Regions from separate parts of the Gasterosteus aculeatus genome. Here region 2 is linked to region 1. Evidence: chromatin contacts called from public Hi-C data. All regions are on one chromosome and are shown on one strand. Each heading gives the region's core, a stretch centred on a gene start, on an enhancer-like site or on the middle of the called end of the contact. The rest is flanking DNA. Distances are from core to core; before and after follow the strand shown.

Region 1 (5,564 bases), core at 1,370-3,869:
TGTTACATGTATGCACACCACTGACCAGACAATGCGCGAAGGTCAGATTGCCTGAAACTAACACATGGTAGTTGTTAGTTGAAAATATGTTGGTTAGCCATCTTTTATATACAACTGAGAAACACTGTCAGCTTACACAGCTTAAAAAACGTCTCTGGGAGTTTGCAGATATCAAGTGTGTTTTACTCGACAGACGTGAGTGCACTGATGATCAGTGATCTATCAGTAAGACTTTGATTTCAGAGCGAATGTCTCCAATCATGGAGGAGGAGCTTAACACCAGTGCTCATTCATCCTTGTGATTGTGGGTCATGTGACCTGCAGAAACACATTTCCGTGAGATCAAAATATGGTACAAACAAAACCTTTTCAGACAGCGTCTTGACAGCTAGAACATTATCATGTGTGAGTGACAAACACGTATTTTGCCCGTCTGATGAGCTGTGCACTCCTGACTTGCTACAGTACCTGCATGTTCAAGGAGGTCTAAGGAACAGGTTCCACTTCAGCACGTTTGAAATATGCTTTTCTGGTTGCAGATTCCAGTGCATTTTCAAAAATGTTAAGCTCATGAAATTCATCTGTGCAAAATGCTGTCAGCATTGACCAAAATACTTAAATAATGATTTTACAACAACATTGTTTTTACACAGTGCTTATTTGATGTTAAATAAGAATTTCGAATGCCAAGGTTGGTAGACCTTATATAACTGCCTGCAAAGTTCACACATTACCATCTACTCTATTGTAGCTGGTTTGTAGCTAAACCAGGAAGAGGCAAAACTTGGGCCACATGACGATATGTTGTCCAGCTCAAATCTAAGGATTAGATATTTGACCAAAGCTGATCGTTTCTAATCCTGAGATCCTGACATTATCACGTAAATCAGGTCAGTTCAGCCTTTCTCAAATGTTGTTGAAGCAAATCGAACATTTTCAAGTCAAAAAAAACACAGGGCGATACCTTCTGCTTGTATCACAGCGCTGACCAACGGATTCCCTTCATTATTTTAATGTTTACGCATCACATTAAACTTAATATGTTGCTTTTTACGACAGGTATAGCTCTCAGTGCCCTGCCCATGTACCTGGGAGAAATTACGCCAAGACATGTCCGAGGTTCCATTGGCCAGTTCAACTCCATCCTCATCTGCCTGGGAGTGTTCACAGGACAAGTGCTGGGGCTGCCCGAGCTGCTGGGACAGGTCAGTGCTTCTGAGACGGTTCACCGCAGGAACACACGGGAGTATTTGTGGTGTTACCTCTATTCCTGCATTAAGACCATTTAAAGGTTGGAGTTTAAATGATGCTCGTTGCAATCACTTCTATCCCTGGAGTCCAAACAGGGTGGAGCTTGTTTGGAGCACAGAAGAATTTAGGGTGTTTTTGTTTAATAAAGTGTAAGTTTGTTTGGGGGCCATAGCATCTGATATATATCTTAAGATATTTGTGAGCCAGTTGTCAACCATTGTGGATGCTGTTGGTAGCAATTTAAATTGATTAGTTGAAGTACTAGATACGATGTGACTTACTTTGCCACGAGAAAAGCAGAACAGAATAGGATTTTTTTATATATTCTCCATTGTGCAACGTAGAGTATGAAACACAGAAGTCACAGAATAAAATGGATACGAGATGTTTGCGATATAAAAATGCAAACGGTGTTATTAAAAACATCACAGCTTCATTATAATCATTTAGATTTTGGTTTCCTTTTAAAATCAAATCATCAACATTATAATTGTTGATGAAATGCATTCAATGCAGTTCATAACCATAGTGGGACAACATAGGGGATACACTTTTAATCACTATATACGTTGGGGAACCAGTATGCCACCCATACAGTAGTGATTTGTTCATCCATAATTTAACCTCAGATGTCTCCAGACGTATAATACAAGTAGATCAAAAATGACTTCTTTGCTGCCCGAAGGATGCTCATCTGGAGATTTGTACAAATCCGATTGGATATTGATGATAAGGAATGAATCTTATATCCGCTGTCCAGTTTTAGCCCTTTTTTCGGGATCAAGTTCAATGGTCGATTGTGACACACCTCTCACACACAGCAATCGTACTGCAGCCACTAACCGAAATGGCAACAATACCTGGAAAACAGAGAAACCAGAAAAGAATGACTCAAAAGTCTACAACCCGCACAAAAACTTCCCTCATCCCTCCCCCAAATTTAAATCGCCACGTAAAAAGACCAGAGACAGCGTTCTCAAGGAGGAACCCTGCGAAGGAACCCTGCGAAGGAGTCACTGCAGCTCGTCTCACCATTAGGGGGAGCTACTGCACCACAGTAGAACAGTCCCCAACCACAGGAGAAACAAGCACTCATGTCCCCTCTTTCCTTCCTAAACACCAGCCCTAAACTACCAAATCCAACAACTATTCCTTGAACTCAATAAGGACAATGTAACAACTTTGAAACACTGATGGACTCATGGGCACAGCAGGGATGCACGGCCAGCTGCTCCACACACATAATCACACTTTCACAGCCGCCGTCAGACAAAACAAAACTGGAAAAAAGAACAACTCCACATTGATCCGTATACATTAACATAAAAGGAAGAAAAACAAAATGAAACACATTTGAACTCCCCATCGCTTTCACAGTAAAGCACATGACTGTGAATAGTGGCGAACCCCGAATCTTACACGCTCCGTACTTTGCCGAACAAACCAAGGACATTTATCAGATCCCGCACAGCAGCCTCTGATTAGACTCATTGACCACCACATTGGATCAATGCGAACCGGAATATATCGCCCACACACAATGCACTGTGAATAGAAGATGAGACTAAAACAACTAGCTTTAGAATCTTCTGCAACACTTATTATTGTATTATTTCTTAAATAACCTAAACCAGTCACACTGTGACTGAAGCGATGACGGTGGCAGGGTGTCTATATTTGATAACACGACTTGTGATGACCCCTGTGTGCTGTGTGATTCACCTGTTTCTGCTCTCGCTGCAGTTATTTGTCAGAGCAACACCTGAGGTTGTTCTCGGTTGCTGGACTGGATGCAGCTGGCAGCTTCCTCTTCTTATGTGGCTGCTGCTGCTGCTGCTCGAGGTCGCTCCTCACTTTAGATTTGGTGATAGTTCTCCAACAGTTAGTTGATTCCCACACTCACTGTAACTCTTTGGTTTTGAGAAGCTTTGTTTATTCCTTATTTTTCTGTGCCCATTCAAGCCAGGTCATATCGAAACCAACGTGTTCCTTCAGACCTGCAGGGTTGAGCTTCATCTTTGTCTGTCCACATGTGCAGCACTTTGCCACAGGTTGGCTGATAACTGCTATAACTGCACATAAAAGTGGCACGTGTGTGAGTTTCCATGATTGTGCTTTATTTCAAATGGGCAGGTGGCACATTGCATGTCAGTCTTTGTACATATACGTATTTATTTACCCTTTATGATATTTCTGTGATCAATACATCCACAATACATTAGAACTAAAAAACATCCAAGACATCCTAAAAAGCATAAAGAGAGCCGTTTACAACCCAGCAATGAGGCAGCTAGTCCATGAAGCATCGCAACATAATCCTCCAAAACAAACCAACAACTGCAACTCATGATTACATTTAATTTCATGTGCCCCTTACATACATTTGACTCTCTCCTCACTTGATAGCAAGAGAAACAAGTATTTGTTGTATAAGTGTAGCTAAGAAAAAACTTTTTTTTTTTAGTTTGGACTGTTTATACATGTACTTTGGAAAGATTTGACCACAAGTTTCCTCTCCTATGTTCCTCCTCCCATATTGTTCCGACATCCAAACATTAAGCATAATATCCAAGCATTTGGTTTGTCCAATCCATCATTTCAACCCACAGACGACCTTTATAAATATCACCGTCGTGTATTTGTGTCACCGGCATCGCGCCCTTCCACAAACATAACAGACACCCTTGATGTCATACGATAACAGCGCCACAGACTTTGATTATGGGACTCCTTCCTCTCAGCGGGGCTGGTCTAGGACATCGCTCTGTGGTCCAAAGTGGTGATAAGCTTTGAAAGATGATAATTACTCTAAACATCATGATAGGCCGCTGACCTTTTCCCCACCAGGGACACATGTTTATCCCATTACAGAAAGAATAGGTCTATGTCAGGGAGCTCCCATGAGACACTGAACTCATTAGCATGCCTCAAATGCAGCTTACATTAGGTAGGTCAAACTCAGAGGTTATAGAAATCTATTTATCCTCCATCAGACGTGGCTTTGGCTTACCGGGGAGGTGTAAATGGACTAAAATAAATCAAAGGATTGTTTAATGTTGGCCCCTCTAATGTCATTTATCTAACATTATTGTCAAACTGGTTATTCTAAATGACCATGATGTTATATATTTGATATATGTGTGTGCATTTAACCGTACAGTACACACTCAAGAACTAAACACGAGTAGCTGAGCATCATGTGTTTTTGCTGTATAAGTCTTAATTCAAAAGGAAAATATGAAAGACCTGTTGCATTTGCAGAAATAGAATAAAAAAAAAAACATATTCATGTTTTTTCTATAGTGATAATATTAGAGTTCAACATGTTGGGAAATACGCTTTATATTCACTTTCTTGCACACTTACGCTGTCAGAATAAAACAAAGTAGTTCTCCTCCGTGATTGGAGACAGTAAAGTTGCTGGCCAGCCTGTAAAGACGAAGGAAGCGGCAAATTTTTACGGGATTCACATTTGCATATGTATGAATTCACATTTGCATATGGATGAAGGGCGAGTCCATGCCCCTACTTGCCGTTCTCAGATTGGTTTATGCTTTTCTGAAAAAGGAACCTGCAAACTGCCACTTTTTGATCCTGGTGTCACTCATACGTGCAGCGGCCATTGTATGCACCTCACAAGCAATTTCAGCGCCTTCTGCACAGGTTTTAGAGGTTAGGGGAGCTTTTTCTATTCCAATTGTCACTCGAATGCGCATTGGCATACCAGAGCCGGACTTCGGAACGAAAAGGATATTCACTCCTGCTGTTTCTCTGCCTTGAGGCCTTCACTAAAGCCACCTTTTAGAGCTGTTATCAGCACTCTATTAATGTGAAACTCTCCTTGATCACTGGGTTATCATAGATTATAGTGTGATAGTGTTTTTAAGAGCTGGTGATTTTTTTCAGGCATTTCTCAAAATTGAAAGGTGTTGTCATGTTGATTTATTTCTTCACCAGCAACATATAAAATGATTTTTACAAGACAGAACAGTCACTGGGGTTCCCCCTTATCCCGACAGAAAAAAACATTGTCCAGGTCGACAAAGTGGAGTCATCACACTTTTTATCATGCTGTGCCATTTTTGGTGGCACAGCTAGGTGGCCAATGGGGAAATAATGGCTTCTTCCATAATGGTCATGAAAGCAAGGCTAATGATTTGACTTTTGACCTCTGGACAACAACACAAAGAAGAAAACGGTTATACTTGCCAAAAAACAATCAATATATGCATATATCCGCATCACCTAAATCCCCTTTATTTCTCTACCTTGTAGATTTCTCTACCTTGTAGACCAATCCTTGCTATTTTATT
Region 2 (5,564 bases), core at 2,208-4,707, 81 kb after region 1:
AGGCATTATTTCCTGGGGGAGCCTTCAATCGTCCTCTGTGCAGATGTAAAGGGTAAATTATGTATACTTCATTTCTGTGGCCTGCAATATTCCATCTTGATAGATCTTGATTCACTGCATTGGATTTTAGATTTAAACATTTCAGCATTTACTTTCACACACTATATCAAAATACGTAGGTAACACCAAAGATTTACCTAAAATTGCCGTATAGTTGATCAAAACTATGATAAACTCAAAATGTAAAATAGAGTGTGCTGAGGCATGGATGGGGACTTTTGCCATTTTTGATCGAATCAAAAAAAAGAGTCTGTAGGGTGGGCATCATCTGTAGGAAGAGAGAACCAAAGGGACCAAGGACCAACCTTCATGAGCTGTGTGCCCCAGGAGAGTCACGCTGAATGAGAGAGCGCACCATGAAGAACACTGCTGCTTCCTTAGGGTGACCCTTCTGCCGGCGTCCTGGAGAGAGCAGCAGCATATGCAATGCAGGGTCACAGGGGGGGATGTGTATGAATGCCAATAACATCACTGCTGAGCAACGGCAAAATCATTCAAGTTAGATTAAAGGTGAAAATCAACCAACCTTGAAAGGTTTGTCCCTTTGTGAAAGCCCATAAACTCTAATGTCACCTGCAGGAACATACCTGAGGACATCGGTTTCTTTCAGCATGATGGCATTTTATTAGACAAATGATGACACACTTCACTGTTAAAGGACAGTAGCATACATTCAGATCAGCTCATTTGTACAGTACAAAGATAGAGAGGTTTTGGAGAGGTGATTTATGACATCCAGTCTTGTTGGCCCAGTATCCTTGTGCGTACGTGTGTGTGTGTGTGTGCGTGTTTGTGTTGTGTGGGTGTGTGTGTGTGATGGGCCGCTGGAGCCTTATTGTGTCAATGTTATTGATACAGCTTGAAATCTTTGGCCATTCAGGACAGTCTGCATTCTTTTCTGTGGTTGAGACTCCAGTGTAAACAGGCCTAACTTTTAAATGTTCATATTATTAGGGCTCGTACCTTTTACAATTGCTGCATCAGCCGTGGTGCAGAGAGCGTATGTTGAGGGCGGTGGGTGCTGTGGGTAAAAACTTTTAATACTGCATTTTGGCTTCATGTAACTTTATAGGACACATTCCGTTCACGTCTCGAACCTCCTTCCTAAACAAGATAAGGCGACGAAATGACTGCATTTGAGTAGAGCTATCTTGGCTGGTCCGTAAGGCTTCCGTTTTCTTACTTTGTGGAAAGGCGGGAAATGGACATACTAGGTTTTTAAGCAGCAAAAGGTTTCGATTATTATTCCTCAGGTGAGTTTTTACAAACATTTTTTTTTTTGGATGGACATAAGACGCGGACGCTCTGAGTAAAGCCTTCCGGTAAACAACATCTTCAACGACACCAAATCTTTGAACAAATGAACACAGACTTCACTTGTAAATAAATACCGAAACATCACTTCTTTTTTTTCCAGAACAGGACAACAACATCACATGTCATACATGACGCAATGCGGGATCAGCGTGGCTCTGCACTAGTGTCCATGAGCAAAGTCACTTGATCCCTCATCAGCTGCAATGGCCGCTGATCGGCTCAGTGGACCCTAAGCTGGGAGGTATGGGCGGTGTTGGTGTTGTTGGGGGGTTGGTAGTGTTGAGCAGCTTCTGGAATCAAATAAGAGAATGGAGCGACGGCATTGTCGCCAATACATCCAAATAAGCGGGAGTCAGTGTAATCCGTTGGGCGTGAACGGTGACATGGCGTCCAGACTTATGTCGGCCTCGCAGTCCTCCAAGTCACAAATAGAGTCGGTGGCGTTTTCGTGGTTGTGCGAAAACTGCGAGATCCTGTCAAAAGCATCTTCGTGCTCGATACATTCAACCACGTTGGGGATCATGTTCACGTACGCGTTCGCCATTTCCTTGTGGATGAGGGTGTCTTGGTTGTATGACACCAGCTCGTTGCTGATGTTGACAGTTTCCACCGGCGTGTTGGAGCAGAAATTGCGGCAGCCCAACAGGCTGGCGAAGGCCTTTCTGAACTCGGCGTTGAAGGCGTAAATGATGGGGTTCAGGGAGGAGTTGGTCCAGCCGAACCACACGAAGACGTCGAAAGTTGTCTCGCTGACGCACGGCAGACCCGCGTCCCGGTCGGCGGCCGGCCTGTCGCAGAACGGGACCATGCAGTTTAGGATGAAGAAAGGTAACCAGCAACACACAAAGACACCCATGATCACCGACAGGGTTTTGAACACTTTGGTTTCCCGTTTGATCGAGGTTTTCAATGTGTTGTGGTGTTGGCACTCTATTCGGTTTGTCCGGCAACTTTGCGCGTGCTCTGCCGCTCTCTCCAGCGAGGCGATTCTTCTTATTTGTATTTGTGCAATCCGGTATATTCTGGTGTACGTCACAATCATAATTGCTACGGGAATATAGAAACTTATCAGGGAGGAAGATATAGCGTACTCTCTGCTCAGGCTGGAGTCACAGTTTTCTTCCATCTGCGGACTCGCGGAAGAGTTGCGCGTCCCAGCCAAGTCCTCGCCGCTGTCTTTGTGCCAGTTTAGCTGGACCGGTATGAATGAAATGAGCACAGACAACGTCCAGGTTACGCTTATCATGACAAAGGCAACTCGCTGGGTCATTTTCCTCTCGTAGCGGAAGGGGCTGCAGATGGCCCAGTATCTATCCACGCTGATGATGCAGAGGTTGAGGATGGAGGCGGTGGAGCACATAATGTCGAAAGCCACCCAGACGTTACAGAAAGTGCCAAATGGCCAGTAGCCCGCCACTTCTGCCACAGCTTTCCACGGCATCACCAGGATGGCCACGAATAAATCCGACAGAGCCAGAGAGACGATGAAAATGTTGGTCACTTTGGTCCGCAGGTGTCGAAAGCGCAGAACCGCGGAGCAGACCATGATGTTGCCAAGCAGGGTCCATAGGATGAGCAGCGACAGCAGGCAGCCCGTCAGCGTACGCACAAGCACATCCTTCCCGCCGTCCTTTGTCGCCTCCGTTTCGGTGCTGTTCCACATAATCTCGCCGAAGGGTGCCGACACATAGTCAACCCCCTGCGCCGACGAGAGATACTTCTCTGGCTTCTCCATGTGAGTGCTTCTTCAAGTAAAACTGCAGTCCATTGCTCCGTGCGCGCACACGGACGCAGTTATCAGCCATTCACCATATTCTCCCCATTGACCTTCTCGGCTGCCAGCCTGATTTGAAGTGCAAAACTGAAGGAAAGATAGAACTGATCGCCTTAAAACGGTGCCGAGCGACGTGCCAGGTGCGCCGAGGAGCTGAAGCGCACTACGCAGTGGTGCGAGCATGTTGGATGGAGCCTAGTCGTCTGACCTGGCGGTACCTCTGCGAATCTCTTGGTCAAAGGTATCCTGAGCTCGGCGTGGCCGCGGAGCCCCTGCAGCCAAACCTACACCAGCCAAAAGCACCCTCTGCTCATTCGAGCTGGGCGCGCACACATCACGCCTCCTTTGTGGGTGGTGTTAGACGCGTGCAACATCGCAATGCGTTAGAAACACGGGTGTGAGGAAGCCCTCATTTTCCTTATAGGGACTCTGAAGAGCGTTAAACTTCAAATCAGTCGACACCTTTGAACCAATTGAGCATTGTCTTCCCCCCTCGGCGTATTGTTCATATTGCCGTAACATACAACATGTTATCAGGAGTAAAAATGGAGCTTTTTCCTGCAAAAATAAAGTGTGTGTTAAACGCATAGACCAAAATTAAAAAGCTCCTGCCCATTAAATTCAGTATTGTTTAAAGGTTGCAAACACGCCCATTTACACATTTTATAATAATAAGTGTTGGGGGCTGTACGCATGCATGCAGTGAAAAGCCACTGCCGGAGCTGTCCATGGTGCTGCCTGGCTGACTATGTATTGTGTACTTATCTAGATAGACGATACTGGGGAAACCGCAGTAAATCACGACTCCACCTGTTGACCATTATAGCACATAAGCAGAAGAGGTGCTAACCACGAGCGGCCTTTGACTTGTAGTGCAAAGAGAAACAAAAAAAACAATATAACGGTTTTATAGTTGTGTGATTTGCTTGAGGTGATTTATTTGAAGGCCTCGCTGCATTAATGATCTCCCGTATCTGTCCTTGTGTGACATCAGGGCTGGATGAAGCTGGATAGGCGATGCACTTTATCCCACATAGCCTTTGTGCATCCATACATGCATCCAAGTATCTGTATCTATCTGTTTTTATCTCTCCCTCTACCCAACTATATCTATCGTGGATAAATCAATCTATTTTTATCACTGAATACCTGCGGTTGTTTACCCGCTGACGTCGGCCGGGTGGGGGTCACAGCTCACTTCTCAGAGTGACCCGAAACATTCACACTCTCAGCAGCCGCGTCGAGGAGCTCGGAGCGCCGCGCACAACGTGTCTGTGCAGCAGCAGCAGCAGCAGCGTCGTCTCCGGCTTTGAAACGTCACGGATATTTTTAGACGTGTCCGCCTGCCTGTCAAATCGTTGTGACACTACGTCAAAAATAATCTCCCAACGCCCGACGACAGATTCTTTGGAGTAACCTATATTATCGGGATGTCAGGGGGAAACTTTTACCCGACACAACAGTTAATTCTTTGCAAACAAAGATCGCTTCACATGTCACCACAGCTATGTCATTTTTGTTTTTGTTGAACGATCAAATGAGTGAGACCTATTTCTCTGTGCAACAACCATAAGATTGTCTACAATTATACGATTGTATCGCATTTAAAAAAAATCCCCAAACAATATAAAATAAATTATTGTTCGTTATAAAGTTTGCTTTTATTACGATGGTTGTAACAATCGGGCGTTAAATTAAGATGTATTTGGAAAAATAACTCAAACTATCGCTCCCCAAAGACTACATGGGCTTTTCGACTGTCCCGTCGAAATATAGGTGTTTGTCGCCGCCCTGTGGTTTGAATGTGTACTACAGCTAAAGCTTACTCCGATTCTCAGTGACGACGTCACAGTACTCAGCAAAGACTTCTTCGGTGTGAAGGAAAAAAGTTCTGACCCATCCCTTGCATGAAAAATAAGAAACGTTTTCTTTATTTCACCGAGAAAAGGATATAGATCCATCACTAATGTACACATCATTACTTAAGAGCACCATTTCATTGGAATTTTAAACAATCCGGGCAGTGTCTCTGTGACTTTGATTAGCATGACAGTATTTACAAAGATGATAATATTGTAGTTTGCTCCTAAAAAACAAGGATTTTCCCACAAATTGGCACGTAGTGAAAACACATACAGCAGATAGCACCAGGTTGAGAACTGAATGAAATTATACATTGATTTGATAAAAAAAAATCATACAGTACACGTATACAGTATATCCATATGTCAAAAAGAAACAATTTATATCACAGACAGAAGGAGTTTTTAATGCTGATCTGTCAGGTGTAAACATACAATCTGTGGTCTAGTCTAAAAAGTTGTCACCACAACATTTACTTAGTATTGGTATAATAATTCTGCAACTATTCTGATACAAGATTTCAACGTTTAACAATATAGATGAACCTGAT

The links. Hi-C and Micro-C count contacts between places; a contact is called where the count stands out from the background.
Region 2: a contact with region 1 is called in a Hi-C map of liver, with 6 times the contacts expected there. The contact joins the promoter of drd5a here to the enhancer-like site in region 1. A contact is called at or near these places in 4 of 6 Hi-C or Micro-C datasets (liver, skeletal muscle and whole body).

What each region holds. Positions count from the first base shown.
Region 1 is chr17:15,580,687-15,586,250 of fGasAcu3.hap1.1, forward strand. It overlaps slc2a9l2 (solute carrier family 2 member 9, like 2), which reads left to right. Exons shown (of 14, transcript XM_078091560.1): 7 at 1,060-1,205. Among protein-coding and RNA genes, the nearest start is that of slc2a9l2, 13 kb to the left of the region's middle. Within about 2 kb of position 2,620, at least 1 of the 9 cell types and tissues checked has open chromatin away from gene starts, as enhancers often do.
Region 2 is chr17:15,660,575-15,666,138 of fGasAcu3.hap1.1, forward strand. It overlaps drd5a (dopamine receptor D5a), which reads right to left and starts at 3,458. Exons shown (of 1, transcript XM_040202945.2): 1 at 661-3,458. The coding sequence starts at 3,112. The coding sequence ends at 1,730. It overlaps otop1 (otopetrin 1), which reads right to left. Exons shown (of 6, transcript XM_040202933.2): 6 at 5,055-5,564.